Regions from separate parts of the Mus musculus genome. Here regions 1, 2, 3, 4, 5 and 6 are each linked to region 7. Evidence: chromatin contacts called from public HiChIP or PLAC-seq and promoter capture Hi-C data. All regions are on one chromosome and are shown on one strand. Each heading gives the region's core, a stretch centred on a gene start, on an enhancer-like site or on the middle of the called end of the contact. The rest is flanking DNA. Distances are from core to core; before and after follow the strand shown.

What was found. Promoter capture Hi-C pulls out the DNA fragments that hold promoters and counts their contacts. HiChIP or PLAC-seq counts read pairs in DNA pulled down with a chosen protein or histone mark.
Region 1: a contact with region 7 is called in a promoter capture Hi-C map of pre-B cells, with 2.3 times the contacts expected there. The contact joins the promoter of Cnep1r1 here to the promoter of Lonp2 in region 7. A contact is called at or near these places in 4 of 39 promoter capture datasets (the C10 cell line, hippocampal neurons, pre-B cells and 1 more), 1 of 115 datasets of contacts at active chromatin or transcription factors (astrocytes) and 1 of 9 other capture datasets (adipose tissue).
Region 2: an H3K27ac HiChIP or PLAC-seq map of double positive thymocytes shows a contact between it and region 7, with 16 times the contacts expected there. The contact joins the promoter of Dnaja2 here to the promoter of Lonp2 in region 7. A contact is called at or near these places in 14 of 39 promoter capture datasets (the 3T3-L1 cell line, the C10 cell line, the HPC-7 cell line and 9 more), 10 of 484 Hi-C or Micro-C datasets (B cells, CD4 T cells, the G1E-ER4 cell line and 7 more), 24 of 115 datasets of contacts at active chromatin or transcription factors (the SCID.adh cell line, SST interneurons, T-cell acute lymphoblastic leukemia and 15 more) and 3 of 9 other capture datasets (adipose tissue, embryonic stem cells and liver).
Region 3: a promoter capture Hi-C map of stem cell-derived epiblast-like cells shows a contact between it and region 7, with 5 times the contacts expected there. The contact joins the enhancer-like site here to the promoter of Lonp2 in region 7. A contact is called at or near these places in 9 of 39 promoter capture datasets (the 3T3-L1 cell line, cranial neural crest, embryonic stem cells and 6 more) and 10 of 115 datasets of contacts at active chromatin or transcription factors (bone marrow-derived macrophages, embryonic limb bud, embryonic stem cells and 5 more).
Region 4: a contact with region 7 is called in a promoter capture Hi-C map of embryonic stem cells, with 4 times the contacts expected there. The contact joins the promoter of Orc6 here to the promoter of Lonp2 in region 7. A contact is called at or near these places in 13 of 39 promoter capture datasets (the 3T3-L1 cell line, 3T3-L1-derived adipocytes, the HPC-7 cell line and 8 more), 3 of 484 Hi-C or Micro-C datasets (CD4 T cells, embryonic stem cells and muscle stem cells), 7 of 115 datasets of contacts at active chromatin or transcription factors (the 230-238 cell line, astrocytes, embryonic hindbrain and 3 more) and 2 of 9 other capture datasets (adipose tissue and embryonic stem cells).
Region 5: a promoter capture Hi-C map of liver shows a contact between it and region 7, with 4 times the contacts expected there. The contact joins the enhancer-like site here to the promoter of Lonp2 in region 7. A contact is called at or near these places in 11 of 39 promoter capture datasets (the 3T3-L1 cell line, the C10 cell line, the HPC-7 cell line and 6 more), 3 of 115 datasets of contacts at active chromatin or transcription factors (SST interneurons, embryonic stem cells and pancreatic cancer cells) and 2 of 9 other capture datasets (embryonic stem cells and macrophages).
Region 6: a promoter capture Hi-C map of embryonic stem cells shows a contact between it and region 7, with 4 times the contacts expected there. The contact joins the promoter of 4921524J17Rik here to the promoter of Lonp2 in region 7. A contact is called at or near these places in 16 of 39 promoter capture datasets (the 3T3-L1 cell line, 3T3-L1-derived adipocytes, the C10 cell line and 8 more), 2 of 484 Hi-C or Micro-C datasets (B cells and Sertoli cells), 8 of 115 datasets of contacts at active chromatin or transcription factors (the 230-238 cell line, astrocytes, cardiomyocytes and 5 more) and 4 of 9 other capture datasets (adipose tissue, embryonic stem cells, liver and 1 more).

What each region holds. Positions count from the first base shown.
Region 1 is chr8:88,117,383-88,120,569 of GRCm38.p6, forward strand. Cnep1r1 (CTD nuclear envelope phosphatase 1 regulatory subunit 1) reads left to right here and starts at 1,377. Exons shown (of 6, transcript NM_029074.3): 1 at 1,377-1,487; 2 at 2,398-2,469. The coding sequence starts at 1,463. Gm2716 (predicted gene 2716) reads right to left here and starts at 1,225. Exons shown (of 8, transcript NR_151771.1): 1 at 984-1,225.
Region 2 is chr8:85,553,939-85,557,116 of GRCm38.p6, forward strand. It overlaps Dnaja2 (DnaJ heat shock protein family (Hsp40) member A2), which reads right to left and starts at 1,423. Exons shown (of 9, transcript NM_019794.5): 1 at 1,232-1,423; 2 at 1-38. The coding sequence starts at 1,309.
Region 3 is chr8:85,601,772-85,605,275 of GRCm38.p6, forward strand. No RefSeq gene overlaps it. Among named protein-coding and RNA genes, the nearest start is that of Gm51583, 28 kb to the left of the region's middle. Within about 2 kb of position 1,875, at least 36 of the 459 cell types and tissues checked have an H3K27ac peak or open chromatin away from gene starts, as enhancers often do. A contact at or near this core is called in embryonic stem cells, hepatocytes, stem cell-derived epiblast-like cells and 1 more, where this site is marked.
Region 4 is chr8:85,297,963-85,301,217 of GRCm38.p6, forward strand. Orc6 (origin recognition complex, subunit 6) reads left to right here and starts at 1,670. Exons shown (of 7, transcript NM_019716.2): 1 at 1,670-2,030; 2 at 3,147-3,255. The coding sequence starts at 1,966. It overlaps Vps35 (VPS35 retromer complex component), which reads right to left and starts at 1,555. Exons shown (of 17, transcript NM_022997.5): 1 at 1,493-1,555. The coding sequence starts at 1,495.
Region 5 is chr8:85,527,401-85,530,502 of GRCm38.p6, forward strand. It overlaps Gpt2 (glutamic pyruvate transaminase (alanine aminotransferase) 2), which reads left to right. Exons shown (of 12, transcript NM_173866.4): 12 at 1-1,502. Among named protein-coding and RNA genes, the nearest start is that of Dnaja2, 26 kb to the right of the region's middle. Within about 2 kb of position 1,686, at least 41 of the 459 cell types and tissues checked have an H3K27ac peak or open chromatin away from gene starts, as enhancers often do. A contact at or near this core is called in liver and pancreatic cancer cells, where this site is marked.
Region 6 is chr8:85,431,154-85,434,325 of GRCm38.p6, forward strand. 4921524J17Rik (RIKEN cDNA 4921524J17 gene) reads right to left here and starts at 1,688. Exons shown (of 4, transcript NM_025722.3): 1 at 1,506-1,688. The coding sequence starts at 1,571.
Region 7 is chr8:86,622,714-86,625,792 of GRCm38.p6, forward strand. Lonp2 (lon peptidase 2, peroxisomal) reads left to right here and starts at 1,330. Exons shown (of 15, transcript NM_025827.3): 1 at 1,330-1,703. The coding sequence starts at 1,471.

The sequences.
Region 1 (3,187 bases), core at 127-2,626, 1.5 Mb after region 7:
ATCTCTAAAACAAACAAGTCATCGTAAAAGTTTAAATGAGATAATGCATGTAAAGGGTTTGGACCAGAGAAGGCTCCTTAATGGGAAAGTTTAGAAAGTGCTACTAGGGTAGAGGAGTCTATAAAACAAAGGAGTCAGGAGCTGATAAGTGAGTTAGGGCAAAGGTTGATTAGTAAAACACACAATGTATCAATTTTGGGAACATGGCGGTGTTGCTCAAAGACCTTCTCAGCCCTGATCTGTGTGGCTGGATCCTTTCCGTCTTCTTGGGCCTCTCAGCTCAAACTTCCTTGCAACACTTCTGGACCTCCTTCCTCCTGTCTTTAATATTGGTTGCTTTTTCCATAGAGCTACTGTTATCTGAAATCAGTTGCCTACTTTTATGTTTATTGCTCCCTGAAACCTTTCACTGTGAGGAATGCAATCTTATCTACCGTGGTCATAAATATAATGTAATATGGGACAAATACAATGCGTAGCATGTCATGCAATAAATACCTCTTGAATGAATCAATGACCACCAGGAAATAAACAGAAATAACAGGTCATTTTAATCAAATGTTAATTTTGCTAACCCTGTACATATTTTTGTTATACTTACAAAGACATACTTTGTGCATTCTTTTTTTGTTTTGTTTTGTTTTTTGTTGTTGTTTTTTGGTTTTTGTTTTTGTTTTTTTGGTTTTTTTTTTTTTGTTTGTTTGTTTTTCGAGACAGGGTTTCTCTTAGCCCTGGCTGTCCTGGAACTCACTCTGTAGACCAGGCTAGCTTCGAACTCAGAAATCCACCTGCCTCTGCCTCCCAAGTGCTGGGATTAAAGGTATGCGCCACCACCGCCCGGCACTTTGTGCATTCTTTATGACTATATTGGACGACATGAGGAGAAAATAACCAAGAAAGAAATCCTTCCTTAAGGAATTGGATATCTAAAGAAGAGAAATCAAAATCAAGGAAATCTGCTTGGGGGCGCTTCTAGTACTTACTGCTGAACATATCTCAGTTTCTCTTTAGTTCCTTGAGGGCAGGGATAGATTGGTGGTCTCTCCTTAGCAACCAAAATACTGCCCAGAAGTTAGTGGGCGCTCAATCATTGTTTTAAGAACTAAGAAAGCAACCAAGCTTAAAAATAAAGTATGCTTGGACAGAATTCAGTTCCTCCCCGAGGCAGGAGGCGGCGCCATGGCTATATCAGCCTAGCTGCTCGCTATTCTCGGCCCTTCCAGTTGAACATCTAGCGCTGGGTTCCCGAAGGCGTTTGCTGAAATTAGCCAATAGAAAACTAGTTTAGTTGAGGGGTCTGGATGAGCTACCCAATAAACTCAACGTTTCTAGAAAATGGGCGGTGCCAAACGGAGGGGCTGAAGGGAGCGGTTAGAGGTGGGAGTTGGCGCTGTCGGCGGGGCGGGGAGGGCGGGCTGCGATGAGGACCGGGCCGTGGCGGTGACCGGAGCTGCCGCCCGACATGAACTCGCTGGAACAAGCGGAAGGTAGAGTGTGTCTTCCGCCGGGTCCCGTCCCGAGGCTGAGGAGGTCGCGAGGGCGGCGTGGCGGGGACGCGGGGCGCACGGCCGCCGAGGGGTGCCGCCTTCCCCCCCCGCAGGGGCTCGGGGGCCCCCCCGTCTCAGTGACGAGCCCTTGCGAGTTATAGAGTGCGAATTCATTTTCTGTTTGACAACCTAACGAACCGTAACCCTAATTTCTTCCTTGGCTTCTGTAATTGCCGGAATTTAGATGTACTCTTGGCCTTTCAAAGTTTTGTTTTATTTTGATTTTTTAAAAAACACCTCTGTGGGAATAACACCCTACTTCATTCAGAGGTACGCTCTGCCACAGCACAAGGCGTAGGCGCTGCTGCTGGCCGGACGTTCACCGGCGACCCATTCCTAGGAGGATAAGGGAGTATGTTTGTACAGCCCGTTATCTGTGTATGGAAGTCTAGTAAGCCCATACTACATAGCCATCAATTAATGATAAGAGCTAGGGCCGGAATCGGATAATTGCAGTCAATTAGACCTCATGGATTTTGATGTTTCAACAGGAAGTTCTTGGTTCCACAGAATTAGAATTAAGCTGGAGTTTGGTCCATTTATTTGTAAACACCCTCCACCGCACCCCCCAGTTTTAGCTTTTGACTCTTGGCTGAAGTTGCTGCTGGTCTTCCAGCATACCAGTTTTCAAGCTTCTAAAAGTAGACCAACTGGTTTCCAGAAATTGGGATGAACGAAAAATGATGTTTTTGTTGTGTACTTAAAATTGTTATTATATAAGCAAACGGTGCGTGACACAAGTAATTTGATGTGCAAGACCTGTTGGAGTTTGTCGATCTAAAATTTCATTTTATCAAATTTCATTTCGGACTAGAAAGAGCAGATAGAGAACTGAATTCTCTTTACCTAGATCTCAAGGCTTTCGAAAGAAGACTTACTGAATATATTCATTGCTTGCAACCTGCCACTGGACGTTGGAGAAGTAAGTTGCTGAATGCTTTCTAAGGGAAAATAAAGTGTGGTTGATAGCTTTATTCCTAAGTAGGAACGACTCCCTTTCTTTAAAACTTTTGACTAGTAAATCCTTGTTTTACTAAGCTATAAGATTTCTGAGTTTAGACAACTTTTTTTGTTTTTGTTTTTGTTTTTTGTTGTTGTTGTTGTTGTTGTTTTTCCAGACAGGGTTTCTCTGTATAGCCCTGGCTGTCCTGGAACTCGCTCTGTAGACCAGGCTGGCCTCGAACTCAGAAATCCACCTGCCTCTGCCTCTGCCTCCTGAGTGCTGGGATTAAAGGCGTGAGCCACCAAGCCTGGCTAGACAACTTTTAAATGTATTACTTAGTGCTGTTGACAACGTATTACACAGAAGTACTTAAGAAAATTATGAGCTGGCAAGATAGCTCTGGTGTATGCCGTTCAAGCCTATATCCCTCAGTTGCATCTTCAGAAGCCATTTAAAGGGGAAGGAGAGGGCAGACTCCACAAACTTCTCTTCTGACCTTCACATTTGTGCTGTGCTATGACATGCATGCCTATATATACCATGCAGCTACACACACACACTAAATAATTTTTTAAAGAAAAAGGAAATTATAACTGGCTACCCTAAAAGGAGAGACTATTTTATATGGTTGAATTGTTATTTTTTATGAAAATACATATTTTTTAATTTTAAGTGCATGCCTGTTGCCTGCAGAGTC
Region 2 (3,178 bases), core at 173-2,672, 1.1 Mb before region 7:
TTATCAGGGTGGTATTCTTTGGCTAACTTTCGGTATGCCTTCAAAAAAGATTTTGGATAAGAGTTATACACAGCAAACAATTTAAGATATTCACTTTTCTGAGAAGCAATGTTCTAAAGTTACAGCCTTCCAAAAAATGTCACTTATTATTTAACGTTTTCCACTTCAATAGTATTTACTAATAATATACCCAAAGTTACTGAAGAAAAATACAAATAAAACAACAAAGAAGATACTGAAACATTTTTTCTTTCTTTTTTTACAAACTATTATCAAATGTCTTTGATGGCCAGTAGCCAGACCAAGGAGACCACAATAACCAAACAAATTTTAGATTGAGTGACTACGTTTTACAGAAACTCAAGCACTACTACAAATTAAGCATAGGATACTTCTACCAAGTATCTCTCCCCATGCTGGCTGGCTCCTCTGCCTGCCCTCTAACAGGACACCCAGGAGGTCCTAAGTGATGTTTTACTCGCACACGGTCGGCTAACTGGGGTCTTAGGTGGTGGTGAAACTACATACTTTCAATTAAGCGATGTGGTTAAGCACCATGTAAGTCCTCACACAGACTCATGAATTATATAACACAGCCTACCATTTCCGGTAGGGTAACAGGAAGTCTTTTTCTTTGGACTTTACCAGTCCCAGTACTTACGGGACATTCTTATTTTTCTCAGTTTACAAATGCGGATTGGATCCCGACAGCCAGAGAAGATGCTGACTTTATTAATACCCCAAGTCCCGAGATGATTTGGAACTACTACAAAGGACAACAATAAGACGTGTCTTATTTTTAGGGAGTGCACGCTCAGGTGTTTGGCTGGGGCACACGACTCATCCCCGAAGCGGCCACGGGGTATTTAGATCTCCAGCCCACAGAACAATGCTTCCAAACAGACCCACGCCGCTCCAGCTGCCGGGCGAGCGAGGCTGAGGGAGGAGCCTGCTCAGCGCCGGGGGCTGCGGCCCTCAGCCCCACACCGGCGCCGGCGGTCAGCTCCTCCCCGGCCCGGCGGCGCGAGCACCGCGGTCCGACCTGTTTTTCCGGGTGGCCCCGGGCGCCGAGCTGGCGGGCCGCGTCTGCGCAGGGCCGGGCGGGCGGAGGCCCAAGGTCAGCCGAGCCGACTGCGCCCCCGCCGCCGCCGCGCCTCAGCCCGGCTCAGGCCGCCCAGACCGCGCAGGCCCCGCGCCCTCGCCCCGCCCGCCGGCCGGCTCGCTCCAGTACCTTCTTCAGCTCGTTCTCGCTAGCGCCGGGAGGGACGCCCAGGATGTCGTACAGCTTCGTGTCGGCCACGTTCGCCATGGCGGCCTGCCGGGCAGCACTCGCAAGCAGGCGGCGGAGCGGAAGGAGCGCGACCCGGACCACGAGCGGCGGCGGCGCAGGCCGAGGAGACGGCGCGGGGAGGCAGGCGGGGCTGAACTTTGACCCGGCGCAGCGCCATGACGTCGCCACAAGGCCCCGCCTCCGGGGCCGGGCGGGGCGGGGTTGGGCGGTGGGCGCCCGAGAGCGGCTGGTGGGGCCCTTTCCTGTCGCCGCTCCGTGACGCGCGAGCGACCGCGGAGTGGAGGGGAGCGGTGTGCGGCGTTCATAAAGAACTCTCGGTGCGGCTGAGGCCTGAGGGAAAGAAGCCGGCGTGGAATCCTCACGGGGTGGTCCCCCCGGGGCCACGGTGAAAAACAGCACGTGGGTGTGAGTGTGTGAGGTTCCCAAATAGCGAGTTACGCCCGTGATGTGATTTCATCAACACCTTCACTAACTCATTTCATCTCCTTAACTTCCCCCTCAGCACCTCTGCGTAGGGGAAACAATTTCATTCATAAATACTCAGATTTATACCTAGCAGACGAGGTTTTAAAGGCATAGCCATCCTGTCACATCGGAGGAAAGGACAAATCTTTTTTACACATTCCCAGTTGGTTTCGGGGCATCCAGATAAACCAAAGTCACCCTGTTCCACCGGGATCATGTGTTCAAGTGTCTCACTTGACAGCTTTAAAATTAGCTAACGCCAAAGGTTTGGTTGGCATAAGACAGTATGGCAGCGTGCCGGCACTTGGTGGCTGTCAGTCGAGTTTCGTTTTGCTTTAGCTTGAAAGATTTCTGTGCTTTACCACATTCCAGAATGTATAGCTTGCCTTCCAACTGGTTTTCCGATAGTAAAACACTTCTGGTCAGTTGAAAACCTGAACTGGGAAACAATTGCTCATTGGCCATAAGTCTGTCAGTGGAGGTGATACACCTTTCTTGTTATTCTTCTTGACCGAGTTTTGGAGGTCCTTCACTGCCGTGCTAAGACTTCTGAAATTTAACCTGAACGCTCAGAAGAGTCTCATGAGAAGTTAGATGCTCCTTCTGCTATTCAAAATGCCCCTTAACCTGTAGTGTTTTCCTTAATTCATAACCTGGTGAACCTTCCTGTCTTATTTGATGTTCGTTTTCCTGATAAGTATGATTTATGACATGAATGCTGTTCTCACATGTGAGTCAAAATTCTTTAATAGAATATAGCTTATCTATCTGGTTTCCAGGACTTATTTGGAGGTTTCTAGCAGGGGACCACAGCTATTTTATACCCTTTTGCCAAAGATTAGCCTCTCTTCTTGATCAAATACCCAGTTTCAGGAAGGGACATACAAAGAAGAAGAGGGAACACTCACCCACACACCCAGATCAGCCAAAATAACCCTGGGGCAGATGTTGAAGTCAGATCATCCTTCTTCTGACTTTGAATTTTACAAAGACCCCTAATCATTCAAGAGTGTAAGTCCTGAAATTAGATTGTATAAGCTGGGAGCTTGGCTCTGCCTTCTTTTAACAGTAAGCTTGGCTCTGCAATGTATTTTCTGAGGTTACTTCCTCAGTGCAAGATGCTATTTATTTTTAATGGTATTTATGGTCTGGGGATGAGGCTTAGCTGGTAGAATGCTTGAGTAGAATACACTAAGGCCCTGGGTTCAGCCTCTAGAAAAAAGAGAAGAAAAGATAGAAAAAAACAAAGGGGGAACTTTGATTCAACTACTCTAATTTTTTATTTAGGCTGCTCTTTGGCTTTGTAATAAATCAATGAATGAATTGGCTTTTTGAGGCCCTGATTCAATCCCCATAACTGCAGAAATGCATTGTGGCAGCTCACACCTGTAATCCCAGTGCCTGGGATGTGGAGACAGAATA
Region 3 (3,504 bases), core at 625-3,124, 1.0 Mb before region 7:
CCACGTTAAGCCTGCCAGGGGAGAGATGATCCAGCAGTTGAGATCCCAGTGAAGGGCAATGCCAGGTGAACAGCCACAAGAATGATGGGAGGTCACCCTACACTGTGTCGATCCGCTGACTGATCCTGATCGACTCTGGCACTCATGACCCTGTTTGCTTGCTGCTTATGCTTTGCTGCACCAGCCAATAGCCCCACGTAACCCTAGGGGGCGGAGTAACAACCTTGTCATCAAGTTCACAGTGGCTGTCAAGACTGGACTGCTGGTTCTCAACTACTCTCACCCTGGACTGTTGGTTATCAGACAGGGACGCTGTGTTGGAAGCAAGGTAGCCCCAGCCTATTCCCACCTCTGCAACCACACTGTAACCCCTACTGCTGCAGGACACAGGCTGCCTCTGGAGAATGCTTGGTGAGCTTCTACCTCGGGGGCCTACTCCATGCATTTATGACCTGGTTGTAAATATGTCTGAGGATTTTTATGTTCTAATACAGCTTGTAGCCAGAGTGACCTCTTATTCTAGGGAGGATGTCTTCAACCAGCTAGCACCTCCAAACAATCGAGTTAAAAGGGTGACTACTTCTGCTGTGTTTCTAGGTTCTCTTCTTGGCATAGGGCTAGTTGGAGCTGCTAGTGTAGGGGCCTCAGCCCTGCAAGGCCCTATGGATGGGGAAATATACAGGAGATGGAAAAGTCCATCGTGGCCCTGCAGGATTCCCTATCCTCCCTGGCAACAGTAGTCCTACAGAACAGAAGAGGCCCAGACTTGCTGTTCCTCCAGCAGGGAGGACTCTGTGCAGCCTTAGATGAGGAATGTTGTTTCTATGTTGACCACTCAGGTGTGGTCAAAGAATCCATGGCCTTAGTCAGAAGGAGACTACAAGACAGATTCAACTGATGTTAGCTTTGACTTGTGGTCCCTGCATAATCAATGCTTTAGTTAGGTTTGTTAAGGAACAGATTTATTCTCAAACAACAGTACCAGTCCATAGAAACATCTCAAGGATGGCCTCAAACTGAAAGGTGGTGGTGGTAATGAAAGGGAAGAGATAGGCTGATTCCACGACAGGCTTCAAATTGGCAGTTAAGGAAACTAGGCCTAAAACTCTGTTTCCAAGAACTGGGCAAGCCCAGGCAAGCCCAGGCAAGTCAGTTAATAGGAAAAACCCCAGGCTCCAGCCCCCACGCACCGGTAATGGTTGTGGAATGCCTAGAAATAGAGTAAGATAAAGCTCACCTACCCTGGAATTCCTCTGATGTGCTTTAAATCAGGCCTGGAAGCGCAGTTGTCTGTCTATCTTGGTAATGGGAGACCCCAGCATGCTGGACTTCTGCAGAATAAAACACTCTGCATTTACATACTATTTGAGTCAGGGTGTCACTCTTCAGCAAATCATGGTTACATTATACTGTCAACCACCCTGATTGATGGAAGCTGAGGGGGAAGGTTCTAGAAATCGTGTTCTTGGTGGGAACTTTATACAAGGGTGCTCCTATAGCCAAGGAGAGCAAAGGTAGAAAAGACTGAGGTGAGTTGTGTCCCTCAGCTGCAAGGGGTGAACAGTTTTAGATGAGCCCTTTCTCAGACGAATTAACCATAGTTTCCAACTCTGGTCAGCAGAGGGCAGGCTGGCCTGTGAAATGATCCACCACTGGAGCTTTGCTCTGGAGAGATGGGTGGTCCATTGGAATCGAGATGAAGACAAACTCACTGGATGGATCTTCACAAAACACTCTGCCTTTGGGGGTCAGAAATGTTTCCCAGTATTTACTGCTAGGCCCCCTGTTCCGATGTCCTGTAGGGAGGAGCGGGAGGGAGGAGGGGTCAGTGTCTAGGTCACAGGTTACACAGGTGTCTGAAAAGGAAGTGTGTGTCCTAGGACAGGAGCTCTCAGAGGCACTTCCCCTCACATGTTTGGGACACTGATTTCTAACTGTGACGGGGAGGCAGATGGAGAGGTCAGAGTCCTGGTAGATGGCAAGAGAGCAGGATGAGAAAATGATGTAGGGCAGGCAGTACAGACTCCACGGTGTCCTGTGAGACCGTGGAGAGATACCACAATCACATTTGAGCCCCATTTTCACATCTCTGAAGTCCACTTCATCTCTTCAGTGGCCTCTGTCAATAGGGGGCTTAATCAGCATGACTGACACCCATGCTCCTCTTAAAAATTTAGGGGTTCAGTCAAAGAGTGGGAAGACTGCAGAAAGGGAGAGAGCAGGGAAGACAGGAACACATTCTCTGGAGGGCTCTGACCTCTCCCTCTCCTCTTGTCAAACACACTAGGAAATCTAGGCTTTTTAAACATTTCTTCAGATGAGGTGATTCATTCCTAATTCAACACACATCTGTGGACCCTCAGTTTCTGCTGTCCTGGGAGGCACTATTCCATCATGGCCACCGCCCTTCTTGCTTTGGCATGGCACCACAGTTGCAAAGCAGTTTAATGGCAGTTTTCTATTTTGACTTCTACATTTCTAAAGTGGCAGAAATATTTTTTTTTCCTCAGTTTTGGAGATAGGAAGCAAGGTTCAGTGGTACCAAGGCCGCCACAGTGATTTCGTAATGAGGGGTTAGCACTGCCTCTTCCCAAATGGAACAGTCTTGTTTACTGAATGAACAAACTGAAAACCAGGAGCAGGTACGGTGTCCCTCAGTGGGATGAGAAGGCCCAGCACACTCTGACCCCAAGGCTATAAAGGGCGTTTTGTATGGCTTTGTGGTCTGGTTATTAAACCTTGGGCTGCTGCTAGGCTAGTGGTCTACCACAGAGCTAACTACCAGCCCAGTTCATCCATCTTTTGAGGAGATAATAAGCATGGCTTTAATTATTTTGTGTCTTCTGTGTATCAGGGGTCTCTGTCAAGTCCTCTATACAGGTTATTACTTAATTCTCATAGCATGAGGCAGGTACTCAGGGAGTCTGGTGACCTTGTTAAGGTCACATCATTGGAGAAGGTGGATGGGCTGTCTGAGCCAGGGCTCTGACTGTGGCAGAACCCAGGAGACTGCTTGTGGGAAGGCTGAGCAGTCTCTTCAGCTACCAGGTTGTCTGCACTGATTGGCTGCATCTTCAGTGCTGCTCAGCTCTCATGCTGCTGGTCTTTGTGTAGAAAGAAAGGCTTGGGCGTGAGAGGGAGTTTCTGTGGATGTGAAACACAAATTTCACATTCATTTATATTTTATCTGTAAAAACAACTCCAAGATGGTAATTAATTGTCAATGACTACTTCTATGGGACCTTCTGACCTTCAGGTTGTGGGTAACATAAAAATATACAACTCTTTGAATGTCCTGTAACAAGCTTGATATTTTAGATACCTTGGGATTGTGCAGTTTATTATAGTGAAAATTAAGAGTCACTGATGTCCCCAGCTAGCCCCAGAGGTCCTTCCTGGTCCATCTGGCCAAAATGTCTCCCAGTTCAACTTTGGTAGAGCTGTGGAAGGTTTCAGACAACATCTGAGAATGAGAATTGGTCCAGATTCAAGGCAGAGGGAGGT
Region 4 (3,255 bases), core at 420-2,919, 1.3 Mb before region 7:
GATGTTTGGTTAGTGCTGGACTCAGGATTTTTAGGAGTACAGTACCAGTGATATCAACACTTGCTTCCAGATGCAAAAGTGAGACTTAAAGGCTAACTACCTACTCAAATCATAAAATTGCCTATGACAGAACTGATACCCAGGTTCCATTTTCCAATAAAATTCACAGGGAAAACTGGTCCAATCTGGTTCCCCAGGCACATAAATATAATTTATAGTGTATCCTCAAATGCTTTGTATTATAAAACACTATGTCAACCAGTAAGTGTTGAAAAACAAAAAAGTTAAACTTCACACCAGTCATGTGCCAAATCTCAATTGTACAAAGTTCCGAGGGGGGAAAACATCTTGTAAGGCAATATATTATATTAAATATACATCAAATATTTATCAAATTACGGGAACAAACGCTCAGAACTCAGCCAGCCAGAACCAAAGATGACATAAATACCAAGCTGATCGGAGTCTAGCAAGATCATCATAAAGGTCCATTCCAAAAAAAAGGAAAAAAAAAATCAACAAAAAGATTTAATGCTGGTTTTTCCTATTAACACACTTAAAGTGAAGTATGTGCAGTGGCACATAGAATTATCAATACAAAGAATGAATATTGAAATTAAAAAAAAAGGACATAAGCATAGCACATCCAAAACCACTACCTGTTCATACTACAGCAAATGCTCGTATAACGCAAGTGACAACTTGCCCTGTGGAAAACAGGATCCGAATTTTGCGGAAGTTCCTGTTTATAAGGCTAGTGCCACAAAGCATCACGACATGCTATCGTCGCGGAGAAACCTTTGAATGACTGCTTCCAGCAAGTGAGTTAGAATCCTCAGAGAGCAAATGCGAAACGGAGACCTGTCTCCTATCTGATGGTTGGGCTCAATGAAAAGAAAGCAGGAGTCCTTCGGGAAACTCACGTGAGCAGGTCCCTAGAATTCGCTGACAGGCGCTGCAAGATGAAGGGGGCTCTGCGGCCACGGAAGGCCGGGAGACCACTGCGCCCCCCCCCCAAGGATATTTCCAGCAGAGAAAAGGCAATGGGACCCCCGAGGACAGCTGAGTACAAAGCTGGAAATGCACCATCTGGGCGCGACCCAGCTACGGCGCCAGCTCAGAAGCTCGGGGGCTCCTCACTGTCCCAACTCCGCACAGACCCGGGAGTCCGACTCTCAGAGGGAAGGTGGCCGTTCCGTACAAGAGTCTGACGCAGGCCTCCACCGACACCCAGAACCTGCAGCCCGCGACACCCCTAAGGGAGGCTCCTGGTCTCGGGGTAACGACCAAATTCTGCGCCACCGCCCACCGCAGCCCACCGCAGCCTAACGCGGCCTTCCTCAGCCCGTGCCAAGCCCGCAGGCCCAGCCTGGACCGGACCGGCCTCGATCGAAATGCAGGGCCTCCTACTCCGCCAGCAAGGCTCCTGTCCGCCGAAGGAAAACGTGGACTGCGACTCGGCAACCCAGGCCCACCGCTTCCCCTCACTCACCATGGCGACTCCGGGGACCACAAGCAGCAGCGCCTACCCCGCCGGAGCCGCCCGCCGTCAGGTGACCGAGCCTTGCGAGCCCCGCCCTCTCTAGCCCCGCCCTTGGATAGAAGCGGCTTTTCGATTGGCCCACTTAAAATCTCGCGTAGTTTGGGGAGAATGGGCAGCCGGCGGTGTATAGTGGACGGGGCGGGGCGAGAATAGTACAACGCTGCGGCGAACTAGGGACAGCAGGAAGGGAAGCCTTAGTTAAGGAGATCCGCGGCCGAGGAAGGGCAGCGAGAGAACCTTCTGCGCGTCCACTTCGCCTGGGCCCGCGCCTCATCGTGTGCACATGCGTAGAAGGATGACCAGGATTGGTGTGTGGAACGGTCTCAACCTCTGGTCGCAACCAATCTGGACGCGCCGGGGGTGGGTCTTAACCCTCTGACAATCTGCGCGCGCATTGCTCTTGGCGCGCATTTCTTCCAGCGATGGAGTCGGAGCTGGTACGCCGCCTCGCCCCGCGTCTCGGCCTTGCGGAGCCGAGTGTACTGAGGTGAGTGTGGCCGTGTGTGCGGGTAGACGTCCCAGACTGCGGCCCTGGGTCCTCCCAAGGCAGCGTCGGATGAGGGACTGGCGATGAGGGAATGACCGCACACTGGTCTGGGCGAGACTCGGGCCCAACATCAAGAAAAACTGTTGTTGGCTTGTAGAAGATGGTTTGAGAGGACGTATATAGTCGTCCTTGAAGCACTCTAGCTCTGTTGGATACACTGTGGTCGGAAAAGCCGGGGAGGACCTCTTGTCATTCCTTCAGACTCGATAATCTTGATAAGCCAGCCTTGCAGGGCAGACCCTGTGCAAATCACTATAGATGGCAAGAGAAAGGTAGATTATGGTACAGAGTGAAGAGCTGAAGTGATGAGCAGGGCGTAAGAATTCCAGAAAAGGCCGGGCGTGGTGGCGCACGCCTTTAATCCCAGCACTTGGGAGGCAGAGGCAGGCGGATTTCTAAGTTCGAGGCGAGCCTGGTCTACAAAGTGAGTTCCAGGACAGCCAGAGCTATACAGAGAAACCCTGTATCGAAAAATCGAAAAAAAAAAATTCCAGAAAGGGCCCAGTGGCGTTGGGGCTGATTTATTAAATAGTGGCACGCATGGGAAAATATGGTAAGAGTGGCCCAAATAGCTTCCATTTTCCGAAGCCCTTGAGATTAGGAGGGTCATTGTAGGATCTGTCTTAGGAAATAAAGCTACAGCAGGCAAGTGTGTAGAAAGTTCGTAGGTCTATTCCCAGGGCTACTGACCGGAAATACAATGGGACCCAGAACTATTTTCACAAGCCGCCGAAACTGAGACCCAATCAGTCATTAAGGAAGAGAAAGGGATTTAATTTACTCTAATCTGCCTGAACCAATTCTTTATACTTGTTGAAATAATGTAAGAAGGAAAGGTAATGTCCAAGGAACACGCTTGGACACAGCTAAGTCTGGAGTCATTTTGGTTCTATGTAAAGAACTTCCACCTCTCCAAAGGATGTGCTTTCTAGGCCCCAAATGAACTTGCACAGTAGTTAGGTGGTGTGCAAGTCCACCATGCTGAATTCAGTTCTTTGCCTAAGTGTTGACAAAGTTCTGCAGCAGTTTTAGTGACCATACTGCCTTTATAACCAGGAAAGCAGAGGAGTTCCTGCGGCTGTCTAAGGTGAAGTGTGTCAGTCTGTCTGCACGTAGCTCAGAAACCAGCAATGCTGTCATATGCCTGGACCTTGCAGCTTCCTGT
Region 5 (3,102 bases), core at 436-2,935, 1.1 Mb before region 7:
GCCACACCTCAGAGACATTGTTTCCATTTGGATGTGAGCAGGCGCAGGCCTGCATGCTCTTTCCTACTTAGCATCATCAGTTCTTCCGCCTCCTTAGCATGGTTCTTTGTAACAGCCATGCTGGGAAGCTCTGAACAATAAAATACTTCCAGAGTGGTGACTGAGCAGCTTGGTCAATAAAAACTAAAAGTTGCGTGGGGCTGAGTATGATGGCATACACTTTAATCCTAGGACTGGGGAGGCAGAGGCAGACTGGTGTCTGCGAGTTTGCGTCCTGTCTGATTTACCTAATAAGACCTAGTCACGCTGGGCAGTGGTGGCTCACGCCTTTAATCCTAGCACTTGGGAGGCAGAGGTAGGTGGATTTCTGAGTTCAAGGACAGTCTGGTCTACAGAGTGAGTTCCAGGACAGCCAGGGCTACACAGAGAAACCTTGTCTTGAAAAACAAAAACAAAAACAAAAAAGACCTAATCACAACAAAACTGAAAACAACAGAAGCAATAAATGGTTGGGTGGATGTCACTGTTGAGTGGATCTGTGTATATGTGCATATATTTTTAGTATCTTATATATTTTAAATATGCACAAGTATAAATATATGTGTTCCTGAACAGTACATTTACCTAAGTATCACAAACTTGGTTAACCAACAGCTTCTGCTTCTTTTTTTTTTTTTTTGGATATTTTCTTTATTTACATTTTAAATGTTATCCCCTTTCCCAGCCCGGAAACTCCCTATCCCCACTCTGCCTGCTTCTATGAGGGTGCTCCCCCACCCACCCACTCCCGCCTCCCTGAGCTAGCATTCCCCTACACTGGGGCATCAAGCTTTCACAGGACCAAGGGTCTTTCCTCCCATCGATGCCCAAAAAGGCCATCCTCTGCTACATATGTGGCTGGAGCCATGGGTCACTCCATCTGTCCTCTTTGGTTGGTGGTTTAGTCTCTAGGAGCTCTGGGGAGGGGGCGGGGATGTTGGTTGGTTGGTATTGTTGTTCTTCCTATGGGGTTGCAAACCCCTTCAGCTCCCCCAGTCCTTTAACTCCTCTACTGGGGTCCCAGCTTCTGCTTCTTAGGGTTTGACCCTAAAGACAGGGAGTTGCTTAGTTGGAGAAACTTTGGAGGTCTTTTGTTTCTGTTTTTGTTTTGAGAGCCTTGCTCTCTGGCTGCCTAGTATGCTAGTACATCTGTACCCCAGGCTGACTTTAAACTACTGTGTAGTCTAAGGCTGACCTTGAACTCCTGAGGCTCTTGCCTTTACAGTCTACACTGGGATTGTGCCACCATTCCTGGCTCTAACAAGTTGTTAAAACTAATGTGGACTTTTGCTTTCTGCTGGCAGTAAAGTAAGAAGAGATTAAGGCCGGAGAGGTGGGGACAGGAGCTGGAGAAGCGATGGGTTGGGTTGTGCTATACGACATTGTATTGATCTTACCCAGGTTTCCCAGTTCACATTTGTCTTGGAATATGGCTTTCAAATTTAAAATTGTTTTTAAAATATGCTTTCTATATCTTTATTAAAATTTAGAAAGTATGCAAAGAAAAATAACTAGGACTCTAACTAGGAATCATTAGGAACCCACTCAACACAGTTTAAGCAAAGAAACTGACTATCCTGTGTAAGCTGTAGGGAAACTGGCTCTGTTTCTAATGTTTACTCTGGCAGAGGTTGCCTTGCCCCATTGCACATAGAAAATCTCATGGTCCCACGTGTCCTTTCCTGAGTCAGATATTTTGGCTTGTGAGAAGAGGGTGCTTTGCACAGGAAGGGGAGCCGTGTACAGAGGAGGTGGGAATGGCTGTTAGGATCGCCAGCCTTGCTGAGTAACATTGAGTCAGAAGAAACAACCCATGAAAAAGGGATGGTGCTACACTAACAGAGGCCACTTTAGTGTGGGTGTGGAGGATGTGTGTTCAAGAAGTGTATGTGTAGCTGGGCATGGTGGCTCAGGCCTTTAATCCCAGTACTCGGGAGGCAGAGGCAGGTGGATTTCTGAGTTTGAGGCCAGCCTGGTTTACAGAGTGAGTTCCAAGACAGCCAGAGCTACACAGAGAAACCCTGTCTCGAAAAAACAAAAACAAACAAACAAAAACCAAAACAAACAAAAAGAAGTGTATGTGTGTGCACACGAGTACAGGAGCTCACAGAGGCCAGAGGCATTGCATCCCCTGGTGCTGGAGTTGTGTAGTGAGCTGCTTGTGGGAGTCACAGCTAGTTGGTAGCTAAGTGGACAGAGAAATGTTTTGTAGCTTCCCTCACAGGAGCCCACATAGGAACACACACCAACTCTCTAGGGAGTAAATTATATTTTATTGTACAGTTGAGTGTGTTAAATACAGATCAGAAACTACAGATATTATTCTAGATGGGAGGGGAGGGGGTAATGTTGAGATGGTCTCACTGTGTAGTCCTGGTTGGCTTTGAACTCCTGCCTGCTCGCCAGTCCTCCTCTCTTCAGTGACTTGTGCTCCCCACCATGGCATGCTTTGTCAGCAGAGGCCTGGAGTGAGACAACAAGCCTTTAAATTCAACCAGATTCAGGCTCTTATGACACAGGCGGACTATTTCCCAGAATATCCCATGAATGGTCCCACTGGCTCTTCACTGGGAACCTTGTGAACCAGGCCTCTGCTGTCCCCATTGCTCTCAGAATTATTCTCCAGGTTCCCACGGGCATGACCCACTAAACTATGCCTGTAGTACTCAAAGGCTTTTCTAGCCCAAAGTTTCAAAACTCTTCCATGTTCCTCCAACAAACCAGTTCCAAACAGGTAAGAACTATATGGTTGGGTTTATCATGGCAACAGCCCCACTTCATGACAGTCTTTTTTTTTTTTTTTTTTTTTAGTATTCTTTTTTCCTGTTTGCCATGATAAAACACCTTGAGAAAGGAAGAAAGAGTTTATTTGGGCTCACAGTTTGAGGGCACACAGTCCAAGGTAGCAGGGAGTCGTGGCAGCAAGGCCTTGAGGGAACTGTCCACCCTGATGAGTGCTTGTATTGAGCCCACTTTCTCCTTTTTATTCATTATGGGACCTCAGACCACAGAATGTTATGTCCCACATTAAGGGTGTGTCTTCCTCTCGCAAATAACCTAACA
Region 6 (3,172 bases), core at 438-2,937, 1.2 Mb before region 7:
TGTATAGCAAAGTAAATGTCATCTCTCCAAATAAAACTCTGGTTTGTTTTACAGCCTCAAGTCTAAAAGCTAACGTCTTCTGCTCTTCCTTTAACCAGGGTTTTTTTGTTTGTTTGTTTGTTTGTCTTTTGCCTTTTTCAATTTTCAGGGGTTTTTTGTTTTTCTTTTTAACTCATCAATGTGTGTGATTGTGTAGGTGTGAGCATCGCAGCACGGGTGTGGAGGTCAGAGGTTAACCGTACAGCCGTTCTCTCCTTCCACCTTTACAGGGATCTACCTCAGGTAGTCAGGCTTGAGCAGAAAGCACCTTTACCACCTAAAGCCATCTCACTGGCCAATAACCAGGAAATTAAAAACAGATATTTTCCCCAAAAGATTATTTTATGCCAAGTAAAACAAGGGACTTGTGCCCTACAGAAACAGAATGCATAATTCATACTGTAAAAGCCTTAACTGAAAATTATTTAAACATCAAAGTAATCTGCCAACAGACTGATCACAAAGTGCAAGTTTGCTACAATTTAGTTGGGTGGAAAGAATGAACGTAACTCTACATTTTGGAAAACATGACTGTTTTGATATTGCAGACTGGTATGCTCTATCGACTAAACTTGCACAACTTTCCATCATCAGCATTTTTAAACATTGCCTATAAATCATACTGAATAAAACATGTAACTTTTTTGTTTAAAGATTTTAATAAACCTACAAGGACACGCCCTAAATAATATACTTAAATCAGATTTTAAGTCTCCACCCATTTCCAATTACTCCAGAGAGAAGGAGGGGGGAGGGGAAGAGAGAGAGGTAGTCATTTTAGGAAGATTCAGGAAAAAGAAGTACAGCCAGATCTGCATGCCGGCATGAAGGCCTAAGGATGATTTTAATGGAATGAGTTTTTGTTCATCACACTATAATTAGGCGTACTTAAATGTAGGAAAAGAAAAATGATTTTTTTAAAAATTACGACTATTACTCCATGAGTTCAGTCTAAATATGAATGATTTCAAATTCACGAATCCGCATATTTAAAAAAAAAATCTGTAAGCAGACATGTCAAATTTACAACAGTAAATAGCACGAATGGGACGGGGCACACGCAGAGAGGAAGAGCCTCAACGCCGACTTTATTCGAACCGTGTTCCGTTAACAACGTAGTGGAAGGACTAGAAACCACACATCAAACTGGTTGGTTTTTTTGCGGCGTTCCGGAAGTCCACAAATTTGCAAAAAAGTTAGCACCATTACTGTCCTTTTGTCTGCTTTATGCTGCCACCCAGGTGGCGGGGAGCGACAGCTGAGAAGCAGCACCGCACTCTCCCCAACCGCGAACAAAGCCATGCGGGGCGGCAGGGGTCCGCGGGCCGGCCCGGGACCAGAAGGGGCAGCGCCGGGTCCCCGCTCCCAGGCCCCCGCCGCCCGCGGGCCGCCGCGCACCGCCAACCGCCGCCGAGCAACGGCCACCCGCCCTGCCCGCCCCGCCCGCTCGCGCCGGCCCAGCCCACCTGTTGGTCGCACTCGGGGCACGATTTGGTGGCCATCTTCACTTTCTTGGCTCGAGTTGCAGACATGCTCCCCTCCTGAGCAGCGGTGGAAGCAGCGCCGTGCCTCCGCTGCTCCACACAGCGCGTCCTCACTCCAGCCGCGACCCAGCCGTGGAGGCGCGCGTGCGCGTGCGCGGGGCTGCGTGCGGGTTGGAGGAGGGGGGCGCCGCGGCCCTTCCAGGGAAGTCCCATCGCCACGCCCTCTAAGGCGGTGGACCGCTCGGGGGCGTGGCTCCGACGAGACTCCACCAACCAACGCACAGGTGGGCCGAGCCCTGGTGCTGGGCACGCCCCCTCGTCGGCCCCAGAACCAGAGCCTGAAATGGTTACTGGCAACGGAAAACCTCTCTGCAAATGTCAGCAATGCTAATCCGAGAGAAATTATAATAGACACTCGATGAAACCCCTAGGCTTCCAGCGTCAGGGGTATAAACTTCACTATTCATTAAATAATTGCCTACGATCCACTATTAAGCACACCGAATAAGAAATGTCTGCCTTCAAGGAACAGTCTACAAGGCTTTGTTTTTGGAGGGGGTGGAGAGGTTGGTCTGGTTTCATCTTGTGTATCACTGATACTGAGTAGTTTAAAATTAAAAGCAAATTATTTGAAAAGTGAAACAAAATGCTGTGCACTCCTATCATCCCAGCTTTCACTGCTCTTGTTCAGATCTACAGTGAGAGAGCAGAGAGATATTTTTAAACTGTAGTTTGATGAAGAAAGGAGCATGAGCTGGGTATAAAGTTGCAGAAAAGGGAGGGGTAACACACAGAGCATCTGCCATTGTTAAAGAGACTCCTCATACTCTGTACTATAGGAAAGGTATCTCAGGACAAAGACACTACCTGTCCAAAAAAAAAAAATCTAAACGTGTGAAAATGTAAAGTCAGTTAAAAGAAGTGTGTGTGTGAATAGAGTCCTTAACACAAGGGTTCCCCAATCCCAAATAACCCCCTAAGGAAGTCTCCAGGATCAGCCTTGAAGGGACACAAAACTTCTGCCACTTTGGATCAAAGGGAGCAGATGACATCTGGAGCTGACAGCATTATCTTGGGCTACTGGTCTTGCAAGTAAGAGAAATGTAATGTTCACTGCCTGGACACACACACGACCTTTACTCTCTCAAGAGGGCACACTAAGCCCGGTGTGGTGTCTGCACGCTTTTAATCCCAGCACTCAGGAGGCAGAGGCAGTCGGATTTCTGAGTTCGAGGCCAGCATGGTCTACAAAGTGAGTTCCAGGACAGCCAGAGCTATACAGAGAAACCCTATCTAAAAAAAAAGAAAAAAAGAAAGAAAAGAGGGCACACTAGGGAGATGGATCACAGGAAGAAAGAAAGTGGGCTTAGAGTTAGTGATTTTTCTGTATCAGCTGGGGTCAGAACTCACAGTCCTGTTTGATTGCCAAGTTGGAAAAGAATTGACACACGAATGTGGGTGGAGGGCAGGGAATTACTGTTCCATGCCACTAAATTCCTGGAACAAGACAGAGGCCTTTTGTGTAAACAAAGTCTCTCAAAGTCTCTCTCTCTCTCTCTCTCTCTCTGCATATGTGTGTAACATTTGTGCAAAAGTTTTATGTATTCTGGCAGATTAAAAAAATGAATTTCTTGTCAAGATTCATGGCA
Region 7 (3,079 bases), core at 80-2,579:
TTTGGGGTTCAGTCTACAAGAGGCTAGACCTCTTGGCTGCCTGCAAGGCCATATATCATCCTGGAATGACTCTTTTTCTTTGGCCATATGTGTGACTCAGTTAAGACCCTGTCCTAGGAGACCAAGAAAATAATAAAATCAAAAAATTAATTTATTAAACAAAAATAAGTCCAGACATTAGTATGCACACAAAACACTTGTTGCTTTTAGGATATGTATGCATGATAAAAATAAATAAAGTTTTTTTAAAAAATATGCCCCAAGGTTTTTAAGATGGTCATAGTTTCCTCATAAAATACCTACCATGTTCAGAGCCCTTGGTCCAATCCCAAGTACCATTTTTAAAAAGACACCAGGAATCTCAGAGTATAAGTCCTCTACTCTCCAGATAAGACTCTTAATAAAAAGGTAAGTTATTGTATATATTTTTTCTTTATATTACTCCCAAAGTCTATCTCAAGATATCTACACAATGCATACTTGATGAGTGTGTCACAACCAAGATCATCACCTACCAGTTCACCCTCCCTCTAGACCTCAGTGACTCAGACCACAACCTAGAATCTATCATCCAAATTGTGACCTTCTACAAATAATTGAATGCCCCTTTTTTAAAAGTATCTGTTTAAAATACTAATAAAATAAAGCAAAGATGGAAGCAATATCACAGACTTAAGAGATCCAGGAGATAAACAAAGTGAAAAATTAAGGACGATAGTAAAACCCACCAGCTTGGGAGAAGGTCTATGGATTAGGTAATGGTAATACTAATTTCCTGGGTTATGTGAACCATGGTTATGCAACATAATAGGGAAAACCGAGTGAGAGGTATAGGATACTTGTTAAAATATAAAATCTATTCAATAAAAAGGTTTAAAAATGTCTAGTGCACACCGTCCTTCTCAACATTCCTTCCGAATTTAAATGCAGGCACTGTTCATGCTGTCTGTGCACCAGGTTTGCTTGTCGTCTGGCATCACTGGTTCAGAGAGAAGGGCTGAGCGAAGCGACAGAAATTGGGTATCTCTGGGCTAGCGGGGAGCGGAGGTGTTTAATGTAGGGACCAGCCTGGGGATGCAGCCAGAAATTGAGGGGTTTGGGTCTAGGGGCGGAGCCAGAAGCCGCTACGCTTTAGCTTTGGGGGGGGGGGGGGGGGGAGAGTGACAGACCGGAAGGCTTAGCCGCTGCGGCCTCCGGAAGGGTTGTGGGCGGGCCCGGAAACAGCAGCACATGGCCCGGGGGCGAGTCCGAAGCGTCCGGGCAGAAGTCTGGGAGCCTGGAGAAGGGGCGGGGCCGGAAGCGGCGGCAGGCCTGGGGACCGGAGCCTGGGGAAGGGGCGGTGCCGGAAGCGGCGGCACTCAGGCCTGGGGGCGGGCCGTCGAGTGACGGCTGCGGTGCGTTCGGCGAAGGAAGTGTAGAGTTCGTACTTGGGAGTCCTCCTGACACCTCTGGTGTTGACGACCAGTGGCCATGTCCTCCGTGAGCCCCATCCAGATCCCCAGCCGCCTTCCGCTGCTGTTGACCCACGAGAGTGTGTTGCTGCCTGGCTCCACTATGCGCACAAGTGTGGACACGGCCCGCAACTTGCAGCTGGTGCGGAGCCGCTTGCTCAAGGGCACGTCGTTGCAGAGCACCATTCTAGGAGTCATCCCCAACACACCCGACCCGGCCAGCGACACGCAGGACCTGCCACCATTGCACAGGTAGGCCCGCCGGGCACTCGGAGGGAGGCCCTCCGGGACTCGCGCCCCGGCGGCCTGTGAGCGGAGTTGTGGCTCAAGTCTCCCCAGCGTGAAAAGTGGGAGGGACGCTTTTCGCCAGTGACCGTTAGTGAGCCGGATCAGTCACGGAGCAATGCCTGACACGGGTGGAAACTCTGTGCAGTTCATTTGCTGCCTGTTGCTGGTGCTTATCTGATGTGAATTCGTGTCCTACATAGCCTTCTTCACCGCCCAGCGCCCGGGCCCCTCCCCCATACCACCTTTCACCCTGTCCCCTTTCTTTCAGTCAACCTCCGGTCATGTTCTCCAGCTGAAACATTATAAATCTAGATCTATCTATCTATCTATCTATCTCTCTCTCTCTCTCTCTCTCTCTCTCTCTCTCTCTCTCTCTTTCTTTCTTTCTTTTTCCTGCTCATGCCTAAACTACGCAGTTAACTTTTGGGTGCTTTGTTTTACATGTTGTTACCTATTTTCTCTATTCCCCGACGGCCTCCCCTTCATGAAGGGCCATTCCTGTTAGCATTTTCCTTGGGGTCTCCCACTACAGTCTTCCCAGCCTCTAGGCTCACCTTTGCTCCTTCCTGGCATTTTTATCTTAGGCCCGGGGGATGTCACTGGATAGCCCTGTGTCCCGGCTCTGGTTCGTTGACTTGGGTGGTAGATTTCACCTGCGTCTGACTCTTCCCCTGTGATTTCCCATGTCTCTTAGGTGTGTCTTGAAGGTCCATCTGTGCAGACTGGTTTGCCCCATGCTTCCCTGGACTGCACAGTGATTGTGCGTATAGAGCACTTGAAGTGTGCATGCTCTAATATGAGTTTTAACACTAGAGTGCATGTGTGCCCAGAAAGGCTGTCAATTCTAGGCAGCTCAAGGCAGTTGGTCACCCTAAATGTGTCATAAATGTACAGTGCACACTATAGTTTGAGAAAACGTGAATTTCCTTTTTCTTTTTCGAGACAGGGTTTCTCTGTGTGGCCCTGGCTGTCCTGGAACTCACTCTGTAGACCAGGCTGGCCTTGAACTCAGAAATCCGCCTGCCTCTGCCTCCCAAGTGCTGGGATTAAAGGCGTGTGCCACTGCCCTGCTTAATTAATGTTACATAGAATAAATGTTACAATGTTAATATTCTGACCACTTCACCTAAAATCACCTGTGGATACTAAAATCACGAGTATGGCTTGTATTTTTATTGGACAGTACTAGTCTATAGTGTGTCTTAGCAGATGTTATCTTTAAGCTCTTTTCTCAAGTTCTTGCTCAATGTATTGATACTGAAGAGCAGGTTGGAGAGCCTCCTTCCCCTCCTTATTTTCAAATGAAGGGTTCCTGGCTCTGAATGGATTTCATAAGTGTG